2 separate regions of the Oryzias latipes genome follow, and region 1 is linked to region 2. The links are chromatin contacts, called in public Hi-C maps. All regions are on one chromosome and are shown on one strand. The core of a region is the stretch at or near the end of the contact, and the rest is flanking DNA. Distances in the headings are between cores, read along the strand shown.

Region 1 (5,934 bases), core at 2,214-4,713, 60 kb after region 2:
AAAGCCAACACGCTTCTCTCCCCCCCTTTTTTTATTTTTTTTTTATTACGCCCTGCAACTGTCTGCATATGCCACGTCCGGGGCAGTCGGTGCCCTCTCCAGGCCTTCAAGTCTGCATATTTTACTGTTCAGGAGTGCCTGCAAAGTTTGAGTCACGAGTGCCGACGTATTATCTTTCTTTTGGGTCCAAAAACCTTTCCCCTGTTCCTTAATTTAACTCTAAAGCAGAGAAGTTAATCGAGTTTTGTTTACAACCTCTTCTACAGCATTGAACTGTCAAATCTGAAACTATGAAATGCAGGTGGAAGCAGCGGAACCATCAGAAAGGAATGCAGTAAATAGAAAAGCGTTTGTGTTTTTTAGAAAGATATTTTTACCTAAGCCTTACAACATGCAATCGGCTTAAAGACCCAATCATATAAAAATCATGTTTTTGGTGTTTTTAACTTGTTTTTTTCTTGTGATGGAGGACATTTATAAAAAATTTCTTTAAATTAAATTGCATTTCTGAGTATTTATTTATCCAAATTGTTGTGAATCAGGAGCAGCCTATCAGAGTGCTCCAACCGGCAGACCTCAGGCTCCCTCCTCTGCTTCATTGCATCAACTTGAAAACAAATAGATTCACTTACGTCTTTGTTTTGCTCGTTCGAGCTGGCCCCAAACTATACGGCTGGATAGCTATAAATTTTGTTCACCATTTTTGTTGCACTGCTGTTGTTAGTTTGGAGGTGTGAGAGGCTGTAAGCTAGCAGGAGAGTGTGTAAAGAGATAGATGATGGGAAGAGAGGGCTTAATACACAACACAACAGTTCCGCTCACAACTCAGAGGGCGAATGTCTAATGAACTGCTGCTGCCCTGCAGGAACTATGTCCAAAAAACAATGACACAGGGAACACGTTAACAATAGACCCCAAGATGATCGGAGTGGGACTGTAAGTATGAATCAACCATCAAAACACTTAAAAAATGAATACATCTTTTTACTAAATTAAATGAAGGATGTTCCACATCTTTTCTTTTAGGTCACAAACTGGTAATGGGGAGTCATCAGTTGAAAAAAAAAAGAATTAGTCTCACACATGATGATTATGATTTGAATAACAGTCTTTCATCCGTCTGTTGACTCCCTGATCTTTGTGTTGTTTTCTATCCGGGATTACAGTTTTGTTTTTGATGGCTCTGAAAGCAGATGCTAAAAACGGGACAGTGGCCCAATAGGATAAAAAAATCCGTTTAAGCATTGTCCATTTGGCCGCTGACCGTCACAGGCCTGTTTTAGGCATAGCCAGACAGACTCGCAAACAGAAAAACACACAAACAACCATTCTCTCAAACCGCGGCAGCCATTTTATTAGATTCCCTGTTTTCAGGCCTCGTATTAGTTCCCGGAAAATAAATAAACCTTGAATGCATGACAAGGACCAGTCTGCTCAAATCGAAACTATATCTATCCTATCTTTGTTTACCGGTTTGGAGATGGATGGAGAGATTGAGGGATAAATGAAGGCACAGAGGAGCAGCTGGGATAGGTATATGGATGGATAGCTGAGTGAAAAGTTAGAAAAATAGATGGACAGATAGATAGATAGGTGGACAGATAAATGGATAGATAGATAGACGGATGAATGAGGCAGGGAGATCTTGTTGGGCTGATAGAGTCGAGCAGCAATGCCGAGAAACAGCTGCTTTCTTCATTAGGTTCATCTATTGATCTCGGACCCTTGTTGTGCGAGTGTGTACCTGTTTGCATGTGTGTGGCTGTGTGTGTTTTAAAAACGGAGAAAGGAGAAAGACAGGAGCCCCTGTAGATAAGTGCTGGTAATAGAACAGAATGAATTCTTATCACAGAGATGGGAAGGCCATTAACCCTCAGCTTCTAGTTGTCTCTTTTTCTCTCTGTGTGTCGCTGTCTGGTCTGGCTCCTTTTTTTCTCTTTCTTTCCCTTTTTCCTGCGGACCGAACCTGGCAGGGTCACGTTGGCGGGTGTGTGCGATATTTCCACGAGGAGTGTGACTCTGAAAAGAGTATGTTTTTCAGCTGCCGTTGTGCAGACTGCCCCCATCGGCCAGATGTTTATAATCAGAGGCTGGATAAATATTAGACTAAGGAATTTTGAGAGAAAAAAAATGAAAAAAAGAGGAATAGGGAAGGAGATGGGAGGAGATGAACCAGAGGAGAGGAATCTTCTTTTTAAATTATTCCTAAATCCTTCTGTAAGCTTGCCGTGCCGCCTCCTTGATTCACCTCCTCAGCCTCAGGTGATTCAAACGCGAAATGCAATATGGCTGTTGTGTAAGATGCAGGTGTTTGTGTGTATGTCTGCAAATGTGCAGAAGTTGAGCTAACCTATTGTATAAAGCCAGGTGTTGCTGCAGTTTTCCTTGCCAGCCTCCCCACTGAACCTTTTGAAGCCACATTTTCTTCCCGTGAATACCTTTTGTATTTGCCATTAAGGAATCATTAACATCCCTGTGCCAATGCACACACAAGTGCTCATGGCACAGAAAATGAAACCCCTCTTAACACAAAACAACAGTCTCTTTTTGCGCAGCAAGCAAGACGTGCAAGCCTTTAATCTCTGCCATGTTTATTCATATGAACCCCCCCCCCCCTTTTTTTTTTTCTTTTCCAGAAGAGTAATAGATGTTTTGTTAGTTGCCTGCAAGACACTGGAGCGGGCAATTCAAGCAAAAAGAAAATACAATAAAATGTCTCAGGAAGTTGTAATTGACAACAACAAAGTAAATTTGCTGCTGATGCTTTTTTTTATTTTATTTCCACAAGTCATTTTTTCTGTCACTTCAGCTTATTGACATTCACTCCATGAGCAAATTAAACACGACAATCCCATTGTCTGGCTCTCAGGGTCGACCTGAAACAATAGACACATTTTCCTGGGGAAATTTCATTCTCATGCGTTCTAAAGTGAAAGTGGCCGACTGTGGGGTGGATTTGAGCGTGTGGATGGCAACCCGTGTGTGCCGCTGTGTTTACATGTTGGAATGCAGGCCGTAGACACTTTTGCATGAAATACGTTGAAAGCTGTGTGGGAGTGAGTGTGTTTTTGGTTCCCCTCAGTATAGGTGTGTGTGTGTGTGTGCACGCCATACGCCTGTGCGTGTGTGTTTGAGTGAGTTATTCCCAGGCCCTGTGCAGGAGCTGTGGACCCTCTCTGCTGGGTTGATGTTTAGTATTTTAGACATGCTACATTAACAACATCTGGTTAAGATCTAAATGCTTGTTAAACGCACTGAAATTCGGGGGGAAAGGTACTGGGGAAAGTGGGGGGATAAAGATGGGGAGTAGGGTAAATAAAGATTTGAGGGTGAGAGAACGCAAGGGAGGGAGTTCAGTAAGTCTGTAAGGTTATTACTCTGGCAGCATTACCACTGGCCCTTGACTGTGTGTGTGAGTGCATGGCTGGGAGTGTGTGTGATGGTGTAATGTTTCAAAGCTTTCTCCTTAAAACCTAGAGGCCAAACGAGAGCCACGCGCGCGGCGCAGGAATGTGACATCACAGGGCCCCGCTGCAAGCATACGTATTCGCACACGCACATGCGGTCTCACAGGGGACACGACCAGAGTTGTAAGAAGAAATCAGCATCAACATCACACCTAACTTGGGGAGACGTGACAGTCAGGGGTGTTGCACAGAACATTAAGGCTGCATCATTACCACAGATGCACAGAGAATCTAGTGTTTTATTAATACCAAACGTAAACGTATAGCTTGAGTTCCAAAAAAGTAATGATTTCTCTTTTATTTCTTATGATGTTTTCCTTGACAGCAATTACAGTTTCAGCTGATGTTCCACTTTCATTGTGACTCTGTGATATAAGCTAAACAAAATGTTGGGGAAGATATTTTTATTTTATTTTTTACCCCTTTAATGAGCACCATTCTAGCCCTAAGGAAGCAAATTAAAGGTGGCTCAGCCCAGCTAATGAATTCAGCCATTTTGGAGCCTTAGCGTCCAGTTTCCTGGTGTAGCATCGCTCCTCAGTTGTGTGCCGTATGACTGAGTCCTCCACCGGGCACATAATGACCCGGCATGGCGGTTATGGGCCCTTTGGGGAAACGGGAGGGGGAGTGAGTGGTCTCAGAGCAGGTCATTATACAGCTGGAGGGCACACACGCACATACAAACACACACTGTGCTGACACTTTCGATACAGTCTTCATTGCCTCCATCTCCCATATGTCTATTGCTCCATTTTTCTGCTTCCAAACATCTTTTTCTAAGTACTTTTTCTCCCCGGGTTTTTTTTAGTATCTGAACATTTCTCGCTGCCAGATTTATTTGTGTTGAGAAATAAGCAATTAAATTGGGACATATTTTCATCATAACATTGTTTTGTAAATGTCATCTTTCACTAGACAAGAAATTGGTTGCTTTCAAATCTTAGTTAAATCTTAAAACCAGTTGTGAGTCTGATCAGGAGTCAGGACTTAATTTTTCTTTCTCCAGGACAGATAAATATAGGCTGATGTTGGTTGCAAGGTAATCGAACCCAGGAGCTGTGGTTATCTCAATCCCACTGGCCGGCTGACTTTAATGTTCAGACTGACCCACATCAAAGAGAGTCTCACCAGGCTGCCAAAATCACACACCCTCCACAGCCTGGACCACTCTCCCTACATGTGTGTGTTCACGAGCACAAGCCGAGGAAGGCATCTGCAGAAGTTTGGCTCTGCGAATCCTCTGGTAGCGATTAAGTTGACGGCTAGGAGTCCCCTCTGTCATTCACACACACGTATGCCTGCATACACATTTGCACATCTTGCATGCAAACCCATGGTCACTGTCTCACTTAGTTGATCAATGGCGCACATGCACACAAACAAAGAAAAAAAAATAGACCTGCATACGTGCACAGGAGATCGCACGCTTGCGTGCACACATATGTAGTGCGTTGCTGTCAGGGTCAGTCAGAGGGCAGACGCTGAGCTGATGTATGGAGAGAGCTCGTCTGGGAATGTCCTCCGTGTGGAAGCACATTCCCAGTGTGCATATGCGTCCATACAGACGCAGCACAACCGAACAGAAGAAGAAAGTAAAGAATAAATAAACACTGAATGGGTCCAGATGATCACTCATCCTTTTTCCTGCTTTTTCTTAATTGTTTTTCCCTTTTTTTCCACTCACTACACCTTATTCTTTCCTGTAGCTACAGGTAGGCTGCCCCCTGGAGGCAAGAGAAAATCGTACTGTTGACATGATGTCTCCCACCTTGCCACTTTCACTGTTCTACATATACTTTTATTGTTGTCCTTTACATACTTGAATGATTTTATTTATATTTTCACCATTTCACAGAGTTTATTTATTTGATAAATGGTTAAAGCATTGTATATAATAAAGAAAGTGCATCCCCACCCAAATCGTTAAGCAATTGCTAACATAATAAGAGCTTTGTTTTGATTTTTTTAATATTTTTTCTTTACATATTGTTCAGCCATAATGTGTGTTCTAACATCCTCTGTGGATTCAGCCATCTTTTTCTTTTGCTTTTCTAACCCTCATTCCTTCTTGCTTGTGTCGAACACGATGTTCAAATTTTTTTTTTTGTCCCCTTTTATACAAAAGTCCTGCAACGAGAAAAGATAAACCACTGATGAAGGACTTTCAAACCCTCCACACACAACCATATCAACTCGCACCCCTCGCATCCTTCTTTTTTTCCTCTATATGTTGGAAAGGTGAATTAAAATACGAAGATGGACGCTGCAGCACCAGCAGTGAAAATTGCAATTTCTGCAGCCCGGCACTCTTGGCTGACAGGAGATATTTCATCTCCGTTGTCACCGATGTATTAATAAAACATCAGGAGCAGAGTGCAGTCCCAGTCTCTTTCTCTTTCCCTTATAAACACACATACACACACATTGACTCATATGCACACAGACGCTGTGTGCACACAAAATGTGC
Region 2 (5,123 bases), core at 1,029-3,528:
TATTTTACATACCATTTTAGGAAACTGTATTCAAACCTGTGCTGTTTTGGTCTGCAGAGTCATAAGGATCTGAGTGATAATCAATGCGGAGTTCAGCGTTTAACTGGGTTTGATTTGACGCGGGTGGGTGTGGATGCGCGCGCTCCTGTCTACTCTGACGAGAGGCGGTCAAATTCACTTTTTTTTGTAATATCTGGAAGACACGCTGCAGACGCGTGCCTATTAAGCAGAGTTCAACAATAAAAGAAGATCGGAATACCAAGAGGGTAAGTGGGAGGAGTGCAGCAGGGCCAAGCGAGGCTGAATGGAAACAACTGTGCGCGCGCGTCTGCGTCAGTGTGTTTGTGTGTGTGTGTGTGTGTGTACTTATATGTTACCTCGTTGGGACCCTTTCTAGTCAGAATTTATGGTCCAGTGGGTTCTTCAGTAAAGCGCTCAGTTCTTGTTTGTTTTTTGCTTTTCTGCTGAGGTGTGATTATGGTTTGGGCTGGACGGCTGGTGATTTGGGTTTTTGTTTTTTTAAACAAATGTGAAGTCAGTAAAAATTACTGTGCGCGTCAGGTTTGCATGCGTTTCAGGTCATTTTTTTTATCTAGCAACTCACCCTTTTCCCCATGTGTCTCGTCTTGCCCCGCATCCTCTTCATGGTTGTATCGAAACTTGTGTATATTTTTTTTTGGATTGGAGGGGGGGGGGGGGGTATCATGGCAGATTCGACCCCCTTTGCGTCCCAGTCAGATTGTGCTTATCAAATAAGCAGAGCTGCATCGACAGGACCCCTCGCCAGCCTTTGCCCTTACCCCCGTCCACCCCCTTCACCCCTCAGTCTCAAGAGCTACCCCTCCCCACCACCACCTCTCTATCCCTCTCCTCCACCTCCCTGTGTCTTCCCTAGCTCGAGAGCCCCAACAGCTGTGGTCCTGTGTAAATTTTACATGACTGGCACCACCCATTTTTAACCCTTCCGCTTGTCCTTACCCCCCCCCCCACTCTTCCTCCTCCTCCCCCCACCCTCACCTAATATCATGTTGCATATTACTAGAGTTTATGCAACAGCTCATTTGACGGCGCGCACCGGCTGTCCAGCTCCATGCGTCTAGGGGTTGGGCATTTGCATGTGTGATTGCAGCGCCTGAAGGGGCTCGGCCGTGGGATGCTGAAGTGGGATACTTCGGCGTGCAGGTGGAAGATATAGAACGGGGTCCTCCATGGAGTTCAGGAAGGGGAGGTGCGCAGAAACGACTCCCCTTGACCCCCCCCCCCCATCCTCCTCTCCCCCTCCGAATGCTGCGCAAACCCGTGTACACCCGCTTTGATTTTGATTAGAGGCACTCGTCTAATTGTGGTCATCAGGACTGTCCGCGTTCATCTGGAAGCACTTTGACATATAAGCATCAAAAATCGGACTTGGAGAAAGCTTCAAGGCCAAGGGTGCCCATGGGGGAGGGATGCAGGGGGGGTAGGGGTCAATATGAGGAATTGTTTTATTTCCCTGTAATTTCAAGTAAATTGTCTGAACAAAGGTTTCACTTGTATCACCTCAGTCACAGCAGGAAGAAATTCTAAATCAATGACAAAAAAGAGAAAGAAAGAAAAAGAATATTGAAAATCCCAGGGGCATAATCCAATTAAATCATACCCCCTTGATGTAAGGTGCTGTTTTTAGTCCTCCACGTGAAAATGTTAAAGAAGTTCTGATCTTGGACTATAAGGCAAAAAAGCAGCTCTTTGTTTTTAGCCCATGCAGGCGCAATAGCTTTCCTTTTTTTCTGCTCTTCTCTTTGCTTTTTTTTCCCTCTCCCTCCCTCTCTTTAAAAAGGGAGCGGAAGAGTGGGCTGATACCGGTCTCATGTTGCGTATGGATTTTCGTTTATATAATCGATTGAAATGACCCAATACATTGATTTTGGGTTCAGTGTTTTACAAACAAGCGTTTATGGGTCTCGATTTTATGTTAGGGAAGATTCCAGTGTGCCACCGTTGCGCACAGAAGTCAAGATAGTTGATTTGTAAATAAATACCTGAATACAAACAAAAATAAATATCTTATTGTTTCATGTTTTTTAAAGACAAAAAAAATCTGATTTAGGAGTTGAGAAAAAAGAAAAAGAAGGGGGAAACAGACTTTAAAAAGACAATATTGTGCTGCCTCTCTCCTTAATCAAATAAAGTGGTGTAAAAAATAACGCGCACACACGCGCACGCACGCACACACAAAAGCATTTCCTTCCCTCTGAATTTCTCCTTGAATTATATGCCATCACTAGTGTGTGTGATTGCGGAATATTAAATTAAAGTGGGATAAGTCCGCACCGAGGCGGGCTGCGTCCAATCCGCAACTCATTTCCCCTGTTGTAGCACCGCATCACTGCGCTCCTCTCTTTTCAATGACAATGTGCCAAATCTGGGCATTTTGAAAACACTTTCCATATGCTATTATCGGATCGCTACTGAGCAAGAGAAAGACAGAAAAGAAGGAAAACGGAATGCTTTATACCAAAGGTACCACGAGACTGCATTTTTATGTTTCTTCTTTTTGCTCTGCCTTATTTTAGTTTGGGAAAATTAAAAAAAAACACAAAGGTAAGAGAGGGCGAATTTTAAGTTTTTACACGACCGTTGCTGAGTGGCTTTAAGGGCTGAAGGGGAAAATGTCTCCATAGTTTAATGGTTTGTAGGCAAAAACTTTAGCTTGTTTTATTGTTTTCCTTCTTTTTTCATGTTTTATGGTTCTCAGTAATTGCCGCTTTCTTCTTTTTTGGACTTTTTCTTCTGAGGCTGAGCTGAAAGAACATGTAGTGACACCTTTATTTTTTATTTTTTATACTTCTGCTCTTTTGTAGATTGTATTTGTTAAAGTAAACGATTTCATGGATTTTTTATGAATTGAGATATATTCTGATTTCTTGGATTATGTACGGTCTGTCCGATTGATTTTTGCGCAAATTTCAACATTTTTGTAGCGGTTTTCTTGACTTTACCTGCACATCCTGGGAGAAAGGCTCACATTGGTGTTATGCTTTAGAGAGTGTCACTTGTTATTGTTTGTTTTTAGGGCCTTTCTGGGGCTTGTTTTTGCGTGTTGAGTGGGCTTGTGGGTCACTGTGGCAGGGTTGCGGGTCAGAGCTGGGAGCTTTTTTGGCGTGCTTTTGTGTCTGCCCCGGTGAGGCGGAGGGGGTCAGCTCTGTAACCCCATGAGGGCGCCGACGCACTGGACAAACAAGGCGGAAGTCCGATGGACATCCACTAAAAGAAAAATTAATTTGAGCAGGTGTTTGGACTGGATGGATAAAATAACTTAGAACTTAAGACATTTATTAAAAAATGTAACAAATTGAGCAAAAGCCAAAAATAAATCAATCGAATTTCGACTTTGACCTCATCAAATATTGATTGATTGATCAGTTGAACAGTTATTTTACATGGCATCATACAGTGATGATGCAGCCAATATATTGATATTTCATGATTGATCCGCTGAAGTGACACAAAATCACTTCAAGGTTTAACTCCTACCTTTAAAAAGAGTATTGATGCATCAGAGCGAGAGGAACTCCTTTAATGCCGGATAATTACACGACAATCCCACCCAAAAATTTTTATTTCACTCATCTTGATCAAAGTTTTCGGTGATCCCACCGTGACGTTGCTCAGCTCAGCTGTTTATTTTCTTTACCCACATAAGTCGCACATTGATTCGTGCGCAAAAGCGCGCACAGCGGTGCCAAACCGGAGAATGCAGATAAAAATCTATAATTAATTGAGGATGCCGCTGATATGGAAATGGGGAGAAATATTAGCTAAGGCGGTCTATTGTCGAGCGGTCCTCCAGAGAAAGAGCATCGTCTGCTGGGAGAGAGGGGAGGGTGGCGGACAGGGGGATTTACAAAACGCAGGAGGTTAAGATAAGCGGCAGTCTGTATCAGCTCTCTAAATCCGCTTTGCACTTTCTCATTTTCTCGGGGAAAACAAACAAAAATAAATAAATAACAGACGCATCTTTGCTGAAAATGGCAGCGGCACGCGCAGCTGTTTAATCACTGGAAAGCTGGAAAGAAGGGCATCCTCTCGCAGAAATGCGCACAGAAAAAGAGAAAGAAATGGGGGGGGGGAAAATCTGCTTTGTGTTCAAATAAGTCCTCCGTTCAAGGTGTAAGAAATGACAAATAGGTCCATTCCGTGCAGCTTTGGACAGATCAATGCGCCACTAGGTGCGCGTCCGTAGCGGCAGCGGGTAGAGCCGACTCTCCAAGCCGTGTGTGAGCGACGCCTCCCAGGGCTGGCAGGCTTAGAGAACCCCCCTGAAGGACAGGGGAGGCAGTTGCAGCAGCAGCGGCGAGAGTAAGAGCCTTGGATCCGGGTGGAAAGTGACGCCTCTGTGTTCATCACCTCGACCCACCCACCCTCTCAGTAAAAGGACCGCTCTACACCCAGAATAAACAGCCTCGGGTCGGGTCGGGCTCGGATCCCTTGGTTTCTTAAGGATCCAGTTGGTATGAGAGCAGTCCAGTCAATGTGGCTGCAAAGGAGACCTTGTACTTCACTTGCCAGCAGCAGCCTTATCATCACATCCCAAGCCCCGGCTCATGCAGTTCAATTCACCCCCAGCTTCGATTTTTTCCATGAAGGCGAACAAGATCTCTTGATTTCCCCCCCGATTGAGACTGTGGAAAGTCTTCCTATTGCCCAAAAGCCTCTATTAAGAAACCGGTGGGGGAAACACAGTAAACGGTTTGCATTGAAAAAGTATACCGCTAAAAGACCGGGGCACTTTGGAAGAAACACTAAATGTAGACGCCAGTGAATTGAGCTTTGAAAGGAGAGGGGGATTTTTGGGTGACCCTGTATTGGATTTTGCAGTTTGGCTCTATTGAACCCACACGGGGCCTCAGTGGTCCCGAAAGGGCAAAGATGACTTTCCAACATGTGGTGGATTACTCTGAAGCTTTGTGGATTGGATTTTTTTAAGCTCAACTGTTTATACGCAGCCCACATGCAGAGATCAGCAGATCGAAAGTAAAATCCCTATTTTTCAGGAAAAACAATATTTCAGCAAAGAATATACAAATCCGCGCGTGGGGTGGATTTTTCTTGTTTTTTTACTTTAAAAATAGATATTTTCT

What was found. A called contact is a pair of places that touch in the nucleus more often than the background predicts.
Region 1: a contact with region 2 is called in a Hi-C map of embryo, with 2.1 times the contacts expected there. The contact joins the enhancer-like site here to the promoter of zfhx4 in region 2. A contact is called at or near these places in 3 of 5 Hi-C or Micro-C datasets (embryo and fibroblasts).

The regions. Positions count from the first base shown.
Region 1 is chr20:13,874,733-13,880,666 of ASM223467v1, forward strand. The region is part of intron 6 of zfhx4 (zinc finger homeobox protein 4); the gene reads left to right. Among protein-coding and RNA genes, the nearest start is that of pex2, 47 kb to the right of the region's middle. Within about 2 kb of position 3,464, at least 2 of the 8 cell types and tissues checked have an H3K27ac peak or open chromatin away from gene starts, as enhancers often do.
Region 2 is chr20:13,816,217-13,821,339 of ASM223467v1, forward strand. zfhx4 (zinc finger homeobox protein 4) reads left to right here and starts at 2,279. Exons shown (of 12, transcript XM_023950365.1): 1 at 2,279-2,502.